Linked DNA regions of Sus scrofa: region 2 is linked to region 1. Evidence: chromatin contacts called from public HiChIP or PLAC-seq data. All regions are on one chromosome and are shown on one strand. The core of a region is the stretch at or near the end of the contact, and the rest is flanking DNA. Distances in the headings are between cores, read along the strand shown. Region 1 overlaps PLCL1 (inactive phospholipase C-like protein 1). Region 2 overlaps PLCL1 (inactive phospholipase C-like protein 1).

Region 1 (5,344 bases), core at 1,656-4,155:
CCTACAAGGGAGCCCAACCAAAAAAAAAAAAAAAAAAAAAAAAAAAAAAACTTGCTAGCAAACCAACATGTTTCCTCAGGTAAAAGAAGGAACCATAAACACATTCATTTTAAGGTAATCATCTTTTAACTATAGCTGCTAATACTGAATGACAGTTGCCATAAACTCTAATTAGATGAGGTGCATAGAGTTAAGTGTATCAAGCCAAAATGCATTTACATCTGCCTTACAGATTTCTAGAAGCATCTCACAGCATTTATCTCTGTAGCTATAACCATTTTTAATCTAGCTTTCTTCCAGGAAGTTTATTTTAGGCTCAGAAATTTAAATACCATATCAAAAAAAAAAAAAAGAAAAGCATAAAGACTTTAACAAATCATTCCATAATGTAGGCCATAGCTCAGGACAATATACAAAATAAAGAAAAACTATGAACATTAAGAACCTTCTTCTCACTCTTGTCCAAGACACACCTTGATCTTAAGTCACTTAGCAGGCCCAGGGCCATTGACTACCAGCAGTCATTATTCATAATGATGATGATGAGCCAGAACAAATAGCCAATTTACCAATTACCACTCTCATTTTTGCCCAGACATTACAGCCTTTCCCTCAACTAGCCTTTCCAAAGATTTGCAATTAAACATTTTAGTTTCCTTTCTACCAGCTATGGGGAAATTAACATATAGAAATGATACAAGGATCAGATAAGAGAAAGAAAGCAAGGAGAAAAAGAGGGCAACTTAGATAATTCTCCAACTACTAATGAGCTCCTGAATAATTAAGAATCAGCTAAGAAACGGTGCCCATCCCATTTATTAAAATTTTTAAAAGGTCTCTTTCTATAGCCTTACATAAAGGCCCAGCCTTTTAAAAAGCAGAGATCTGGGAGTTCCTGTTATGGCTCAGTGGGTTAAGAATCCAACTAATATCCATGAGGATTCAAGTTTGATCCCTGGCCTTGCTCAGTGGGTTAAGGATCCAGTGTTGCCTCAAGCTGAGGTATAGGTCACAGACCTGGCTCAGATCTGGCACTGCTGTGGCTGTGACGAAGGCCTGCAGCTACAGCTCCAAATTGACCCCTAGCCTGGGAACTTACATATGCTGCAGGTGTGGCCCTAAAAAGGGGGGTTGGGGTGCCGAGAGCCAGTAACTGCTCCCTTCACACATGTTTTATTACTAAGGACAGGTACTTTAAAATATTTCCTTTTTAGTTTCTCACTTTTTCTATAAAAAAAAAAAAACCTAAGCCTCACCAAAGAAGAAGAAAACAAAGCCAAAGCAGCAGCCCTGAGAAAATCAGAATATCTTCCCCATTAGATGTGATCTCCCTTTCCTTTATTACACTAAGGTGTTTAAAATGCTGTCTTCTGTTTCTTCTCCATTATGAACCTTATCTCCCCCTTCTCCTTTCTGACATTACTAATTTATTTTTTTGTCTTTTTAGAGCCACAACCACAGCAGATGGAGGTTAACAGACTAGGGGTCAAATTGGAGCTGTAGGGCTACACCACAGCCACAGCAACTCGAGATCTGATCCGAGTCTGTGACCTACATCACAGCTCACAGCAATGCCGGGTCATTAACCCACTGAGAGTGGCCAGGGATCGAACCTACATCCTCATGGATACTAGTCAGATTTGTTTCCTCTGAGCCACGACGGGAACTCCCTCCCTCCTGACTTTAATATTAACTCAAAGCCACAGTCCATGCCTCACTTTTAACGCCCTCAATGCCTGGCAGAGTGTCTTACCAATAATAGATGAGTAAGAAATAGCTCTTGAATTAAACCAAATTGAACTCACCTTTCTACACACACACACAATCCTGAGTTATCAAGAAGCACACATTCCTGGAAATGCGGAACAACCATACCTACTGCAGTAAAGAGATGTTTTAGGGTGACAACTCCTCAACCACCAGCAGCTGAAGGAAAAAACCCAAGTTCCCAACACAGCCTCCTTCCACAAGATCAGCACAGAAACTAGCCACATCTCGTCAGATGGTAACTGTGGAAGAGATAACCAAGTAGGAGAGGGCTCTGCAATATTAGTAGTAATGACCAAACAGAGAAACTGATAAGCATGAGCCACCAAAGCCTAAAATGGAGAAACTGGTTATTCTTTGGGTCCCTTAGTCACATTATGTCTTACTCATTCACCATTCATTAGAATCTCCTCTAAAATGGTTCAGTCCTGATCCATGAAGGAGATCTGATAGTCCAATCTAAACAAAACTGGGACTATATAGATATAGTGTTTAGAATGACCACAGCCCTCCAGTCTCAGTAACCTCCCAAAACACCTGTAGCCTCTCCATTTCCCCTTTCATATTCATCTGACCTTGTAGTAAGAAAAACATTCAAGAAAGTTTTATCGCAGTCCTTTGCACTTCACACTGACCTTACACCTGTGAATAATGGACTCTGTTGGTGAGTTGGTGTGTAGACTGGGTGGAGAAGAGCACAAGTGTCCAGCCTAATGTCCCTGAAATCATATTCAGTAAAGCCCTCTCTAAACAGAAAGGCGGAAACCCCAACGAGACCACTTGTGTAAAGGTACTGATATCTTTTGCACGAAAGAGAAAAGAATGGGTGCAATTTGGATGGAGAAATTAGTAAGTTAATTAAGGACCAGCCTTATAAGTTGCTGCTGAGAGCAACAGCTGAGCCCCATGTGATTCTAGTCCAGTTCAATTATTTTATCCTCCTTTAAAAAAAAAAAGAAAAGAAAGAAATATCCTCTGAGTAATATCAATTATAGCACCAATTCCAGACCACTATTCTGAGGTGGATGAGGCAACAGGGAAGTATATAATGAATGACTTCCACCAGCCCAATCTAAACACTTTTTTAGGGACAAAGGGATCCCGGGCTTGGCTGCTGGCAACAGACACTGCTTAGGCTCTGTCTTCCCTTCTGAGACACCTCCCACTTCCCCTTCCCTATGAAAGTGGCACTTTTTCACTGCAGCTGGAATTTACTCATGTGAAACTTAAAACAGCAAACACAGAATGTGACTTGACCCAAACTCCTCACTTACCTTCCCTGCCATCCCCCAGCCAACTAGTCCCTCATGACTCTGCTGTCCACAGACCCTGAGTACTCACAGCTTGGATACAGAATGAAGCATGAATACCAGAAAGAATAACTTTCTACATCATTCACTAAAACATTTTTATAGAAAAGGAGATAATATAAGTTACAAAAAACAAACTCTTTCCATACAGAAAGAAAAACTTCAAAAAAGGAAAAAAAAAAAAAAAAAAACTATTTCCATCCTTCTGTGAGTTCCAAATGCAATTAGTAAAACTGCCACCATGCCCCCTCAAGATTTGTCCTGGCAGCTGCAAGATGGTTCTCTCAAAATTATGGAAGAGTACTTACTGGATTACAAAATTTCCTTCAATGTTCATACTTTGTAACTCAGCAGGTCTAGCCACTGATAAAAGCAGCTGTTTGATACAAGTCCATAGACTATGATCTATGAACATACATCACTTTTCCTTAACTTACAAGGAAATGAAGAGTATCAAAAAATAAGGCAGAGTAGAAAAATGAGGTCATTTTATATAATAAATAATTAAGGTCACTTTATATAATAAATAATTAAGAAGAAAAATAAATATCCAGTTATCTCATTTTATTTTAAGCCCTTAATTTTCACATATGCAAAACCATATAATAATCTTTCTCTTAAGATGCTGCACCAAGTAGCTCAACTGCAAAACATGTGAGGTTAAGTTCTGTCATGTCATTGTATATATTCCATTTGGCGAATAACAGAGTTGATGGAGGAGTGTTTCTAATGGCCAAAATTGTATGGTTTCTTGAAACAACGTAGGAATTGAATGTTGACTGATATTTCCAAAAACACCTCTTTAAAATGAGAGGTTGGAATTAGAGTAGATAAGCAATGAGATCCTACTGATTAGAACAGTCACTTGTGATGGAACATGATAGAGGATAATGTGAGAAACACACACACACACACAGAGAGAGAGATACTGGGTCACTTTGCTTTACAGCAAAAATTGACAGAACATTGCAAATCAACTATAATAGAAAAAATGAAAATCTTAAAAAATAAAATAAAATGAGAGGTTGGGATATATGGTGAGTTTAATACAATAAAAGGCCACTGCATTCTCCTATAAAAGCGTGATCCAGTTAAAAGAATGCAAGTACTCCATTTCAAACCACATCAATTACTCTTTGATTGTTTATACCTATACAGAGCAGCAGTGATGGATTTTTCTTTAGACCAGAAGTCCTATGACTAGCAGTCATTTGCACAAATTACTATACACTCTTCTATGCAGATTTATCTCATGGGAATAACTTCCTCTTCCCTGTCACTCAATGACATGCATGCATTACAGAAGCAAAAATGCAATAGAACAATTTTAGACAACAAACTTGATTCAATAAATAGATTGGTATTAAGTATATATATTTTTTCCCATTATTTTACAATCTCACAATGATAGAGAAAGGAGATGATAAGAGATAAGTCAAAGAATGAAAAACAAAGAAGAGGCGCAAGTCTTCTGTATCATTCACTTATTAATTACCTAGCTCTGTTATCTTTTTACACAGTTATTTATGAGAATTTGCATCTGCCCAGAAGCTGAATGCATATTTTTCCTGTCTTCTACCCTAGAATCAAAACATATAAAATCTCCAGCTTTCAATTATTTCTATAAAGTATGGTTTAGTCACTCACATCCTTTCTACCTAACCTCTGAAACTCCTGAAAGCTGACAAGACAAGAGAAAGGAATTTTTACTAAGGACCCCAATGAGTCACTGTGAGTGAGAGAAAAGGGCCAGGCCACTCCTGCTGGTCTGTTAATAACAGAGTTGCAGTCACTTCCATGGGAAGAATAGGAACTTTCCTGGACATCGAACAGAGAGAGAGAGACGGGAAGCATCTTCACTCACCTGGAGTGTTTATAAGACTCTAATATAAATGCATAAAACTAAAAGGAGGGAGATGTGAACAATAAATGTCACTATGGCACAAATGAAGCTAGAAAACAGCTGACCCGGAAACTTTTTCTTTAATTGTGCATTTATGAACATAGTTTAAAAACGAACAATTCAGCTAAAACATAAATATTAGCAATTTACAGGATTTAATTTAGTTATTTGACATATGCCCATGCTAAAATTCTCTCATTTTAGAAAGTTAAAATGAAAGAAAAGTATAAAGAAAAAATTACCAAAGGGAGAAATATCATCCAAACATATTAAGACAATGATTATTGACAGGTTAGTATATTTTCTTCAGATATTTTTCAAGGTATATTTATTTTTACATTGTTATGCCCATATGTATACATAA
Region 2 (5,046 bases), core at 1,297-3,796, 160 kb before region 1:
CTGCAAATGTTTCTCCAATTTCTCTGTCATGTATTAATATCAGATCATTGCAGAAAACACAGAATTGCAGAAAACATAAACTGAATAATTTACTGTTTAGTCTCAGAGCAACGTGCTTTAAAGCCAATGACCCTTTCCAGAACGCCATGCTGCCAACCTACCACTCCCCCAAAGGCATATTTCTCATTTTTTCTAGATCCTCCCTTGCTTGTTGGAAATTACATTGGAATTAAATATATAGCTACATGAATTCATATATTCTACAAATATTGGTCAATCACCACTCCTTTCCCCTACATATTGAGGAGTCCTTGCAAAAATTGTGTGCAAGGAAATCTTTGCAGTTAAGCAATTCAGAATTTATAGGTGAGTCTTGGCATATCCTACTATTTCAGTGATTATGTCTTACCAGTGTGGTTAGTACTAATCCAACCAGTTGTAAGCAACGGAAATTGACTCTAGTAAACTTAAGAAATGGGGCATTTTTAGGAGCTTGGAAAATCAACAGGAGGGCTGGAGAACACAGCAGGAACTAAGAAGTCTGAGTCTAAGATATAAGAAATGAAGGAAGAGTCTTAGAGAGGAGGGTCTTCTCAGAGAGGCACCACTGCAATAACCAGTCTCCAAAAGAGCTTGGTCTCTTTGTCTCTGAGCTAAAAGTTCAAATTCCAACGAGGTCATTTGTTTAGGGGAAAGGGCACATAATTAGCAACAGGTCCACTAAATGCAATGAAGGAGAGAAATGACATATGAGAAGTTTGGAAAAATTCACTATTCTTGTTTAAGTTCCTTGCACTCAAGCTGAAATACCAGAAGCTTGTACATGAGTTAAAATAATAGAATATTTTCTCTTTTTGAATTATAGTTTTGTGCAGATAAATGCCCAGGAGTGGGACTGCTGGATCATACTATAGCTCTATATTTAGTTTTCTGAGGAACCTCCCTACTGTTTTCAATAGTAGTTGTACCAAGGTACATTCCCACCAACAATGAAGGAGGGTTCCTTTTTCTCCACACCCTCTCCAGCATTTGCTATTCGCAGACTTGTTAATGATGGCCATATGATATCACTTATATGTAGAATCTAAAATATGGCACAAATGAACCTATCTACTAAACAGAAAAAAAAACTCACAGACATAGAGAACAGACTTGTGATTGCCAAGAGGGAGGGGGGAGGGAGTGAGATGGACAGGGAGTTTGGGTTAGTAGATGCAAACTATCATATTTAGAATGGATAGACAATAATGTCCTACTGCACAGCACAGGGAACTATGTCCAATCTCTTAGGATAGAACATGATGTAAGATAGTATGAGAAAAAGAATGCATATATATGTATGCTGGGTCACTATGCTGTATAGCAGAAATTGGCATGATTAATTTTTTATAATCAATTATACTTTAATAAAATTAAAGAATAATAGAAGATTGATTCTATCTCCAAAGATCTGTCCTTTGTATAGCATTTTCTAGGCTCCATTTAGTAATCATCTCCTGTCACTAAACCAAACACATAAACAAACCTCAGAAAAGAGTGAATGGGCTTAAGTCAGAAGTTAACAAAGAAGTAAACAATTATATCTTAAATTTTTTAAAGTGAATACTACTCAGCCATAAAAAAGAACAAAATAATGCCATTTGCAGCAACATGGATGGAACTAGAGACTCTCGTGTTAAGTGAAGGAAGTCAAAAAGAGAAAGACAAATACCTTATCACATATCTTAAATCTAATATATGGCACAAATGTTTCTATCTATAGAAAAAAGAAAAACTAACTCATGGACATAGAAAACAGATTTGTGGTTACCAAGGGGGGGGTAGGGAGTGGGAAGGACTAGGAGTTTGGGGTTAGTAGATGCAGACTATTATATTTGGAGTGGATAAGCAATGAGATCCTGCTGTATAGCACAGGGAACTATATCTAGTCACTTATGATGGAGCATGATGGAGGATAATGTGAGAAAAAGAAGATATATATGTACGACTGGGTTACTTTGCTATACAGCAGAAATTGACAGAACATTATCAATTAACTCTAATAAAATTTTTTAATTATTAATTTAAAAAAGCCTTTTCTTCCAATGGTCATCCTCACCCTTATGAAAGTAATACCATATATGTGTGTATATATGGTATTACACACATACATATATATACACATACACAGTAATAATATATATATATATATATAGTGTCGTTTTGTGCACTGTAACTTAGATATCTTGTATGTATTACTTCATTTAATTCTTACAAAACTAGAGGTGGAGATACTTTTATAACCCTCAGACAGATTACATAACTTGGCTAATGCCTCGCACCTATCAGGCAATTTGCACACAGAGCCTGTGCCCTCACTCCCACACCAGGCTTCCTGGATTCGGTCACATGGCTTGATTCTAACAGGAGGCAGGAGGACAGGGTAGTGGTTAGAACCATGGGCATGAGTTAAAAATCTCAATTCTGCCATCTACTAGCTGAAGGTAAGAAACTGAAAACTCCCTAAACGTCACTTTCCTCCTCTGTGAGATGGAGGAGGTCATATCAGGGTCAGCATGAGTTGCTGCAAGATCACATGGTTATTGCAAAGAGGAAAGGAGGAAACATATAACCTTGTGAAGTGCTGAATAATCAGTGGCTATTATTAGTTATATACCTGTCTCCCCTTGTAGACTAGTCCTAGAGGCTCAGGTATTACATTTTTGATATTTGTGTCCCTAGCTCCTTTCTCAGTGATCAGCATATTAACAAGCCCACAAAAAATATATGCTGACTAGAAAGCATTTGTATGAGGGCTCATACTGCCATGTTGTAGTTAAGTATTATAAAATGAGCTCCTCTTTATATTAACACTACAGTTTCTGCCTAAGCAAATGATGCCTTTTCCCCCATCCTACTTCCTGCCTCTAGACTGCTAACTCATGAGGTCAGATCTGTATCAGTTTTGTTCTCTGTGAGTCCCCAATGCATAGTAGAGAGCCCAGTACATAGTAGAAGCTAAACAAATATTTGGGGATTGAATTTTTAATAAATATCTGTGACAGGTCTCACAGTTCACCTAGGACTTTCACATAAACATGTGCAGTATCTCTCTGCAGAGCAGGCTCTGGAGCCACACTGCCTGGGTTCAAACTCCAGCCTCACCATTTACTAGCTGAATGATCTTGGGTAATAAACATAAGGGTTCAATGTCTCAGTTTTCCCACTGGTAAAATAAGAATACTAACAGTATTGGGTTAATGAAAGTATGAAAATGTTAACTCATATGAACCTTATAACATAGTACCTGGTGCATCATAAGTGTTCTTTAATTGTCAGGAATTATTAATTTTGTTTGCAGCTGTTTTCCTCCATTGCACTGCTAAGAAGAAATTATTCCAACTGCCTGAATCACTTATTCATTCATGTAACAAAATATGAAAAGCAGCATCTTCAAAGTCCTAAAATTAATTTTCAGCAGAGCAAATTATAATCTCAAAAACACAGACTTCCAAAAATTTTGCAAAATTTAGGGATTGTTCTCAAAATAAAATAATCCTAAATGGTTCCAGATATCCTACAGTTTAAGGCTCTTCCAAATCCTTTGTGTTAGATTCTTCTTCAGTAACATTTTATGTTATTCTTTCCACATACAAGAACAGCCATACTGACTTGAACAGAAGTGTGAGTAAACACACACACACACTCCCCCCACCTAGGTAATGGAATTAGGTCATGCTGTCCTCTGCCTCTATTACAAACCTCATTGTCCTATTATGGCAAAAACTGTGTCAATCACAGCATGCATCTCCCATCACTTAGAGCATGAATTAATTAGGCCGCACATTAATTAAAAATTCAAATCACCATATTTAACTACTGACGCTTCTCTACACATTGAGAGATGAGGAGCCGAAAAATAAAGCAAAGGGGCACTTGAGTGCTTCATGTACCTTCAATACTGTAATGTTCCAAGCAAAGCTCTCAGTTGCTTTGTTGAGTTTTCTTCCTTTCAAGCCTTCTTTTGCCCCCAGATTATGAAGTTCCTCATGGAACTCCATCCCTTTGAAAAAAGAACATAAAAGAATTCATCATATAGATTTCTGAAAAAAATAGACCTTTTATTGTGAAAATATTTTCAATAAAAATCTAATTTCCCACTTCTGTCCTCCTCTCATAAAATTTCTAAACCCCTAAACTGAATTCTCCTTCCCATTCTGTTCATCCCCATCGAATGGCTATCCATAGGGTAAAACTAAAAATAATCAATGCAGTAGATTAAATTCGTTTTTAAACAGCCAGGAGCCATCAATAAAGACGAGAGAAGTTGGGAAGCAAATTCTTCCAACAGGTTTCATCCACCTTGTTTGTCTCTGCCTGGTTTTTATATAAATGGTGCAGTGTGTGAATAGCAACCATATGTGAAGGATGCACATTTCTTATCTTGTGAACCATCCATATGGCTTGACAGTAGGCCTGGAGCCCACATAGATAACAATGGTAATTAGTAAATGTTGAGTAAAAATAAACTTTTTTTAAAAATAGCATTCCTGGAAACACCCAAATGTTTCAGATTTGGGAATGGCTTTAAAGTTATTTTTAGCTAAACCATTCTCCCAAGCTTTAATACTATAAAAAAATCACCATCATCTGTTTCTCCAGCCTTTATCTTAGCACCTCAGAGATGGGAATCACACTTCCTTCTGGAGAGCTCATTCCATCTTTGGAAAGCTATGGTTGAGAGCAAACCATTCTCTCTCCCTGGAACTTCTACTCTTCGGAGCTACCTAGACCCAGACCAACAAGGTCTAACTTCTACTCCATGGTACAGCCCTTTAAATACATGAAGAAAGATATTGAATAAAGTCTACCAGTTTTCCCTTCTCTGGATTAAACATTCTAATGCATGTCAGTTTTCTAATAATGTCTCTCTTTAAAGATGACATCCAGGCAGGATCTCTGCATAGCGCAGTCCTGGAGTTTAGCTTGTAGGGACCTGCATCCAGGAGCATTGTACTCAAAATGGGATTGAAGCAGCCTTCATGAGGTAGGGTTTTACCACCACCT

What was found. HiChIP or PLAC-seq counts read pairs in DNA pulled down with a chosen protein or histone mark.
Region 2: a contact with region 1 is called in an H3K27ac HiChIP or PLAC-seq map of alveolar macrophages. The contact joins two enhancer-like sites. A contact is called at or near these places in 1 of 47 Hi-C or Micro-C datasets (retroperitoneal adipose tissue) and 1 of 2 datasets of contacts at active chromatin or transcription factors (alveolar macrophages).

The regions. Positions count from the first base shown.
Region 1 is chr15:101,744,837-101,750,180 of Sscrofa11.1, reverse strand. All of the region lies in intron 1 of PLCL1 (inactive phospholipase C-like protein 1), which reads right to left. Among named protein-coding and RNA genes, the nearest start is that of PLCL1, 120 kb to the right of the region's middle. Within about 2 kb of position 2,905, at least 1 of the 83 cell types and tissues checked has an H3K27ac peak or open chromatin away from gene starts, as enhancers often do. A contact at or near this core is called in alveolar macrophages, where this site is marked.
Region 2 is chr15:101,902,776-101,907,821 of Sscrofa11.1, reverse strand. PLCL1 (inactive phospholipase C-like protein 1) reads right to left here. Exons shown (of 9, transcript XR_002339304.1): 5 at 3,933-4,042. Among named protein-coding and RNA genes, the nearest start is that of PLCL1, 280 kb to the right of the region's middle. Within about 2 kb of position 2,546, at least 2 of the 83 cell types and tissues checked have an H3K27ac peak or open chromatin away from gene starts, as enhancers often do. A contact at or near this core is called in alveolar macrophages, where this site is marked.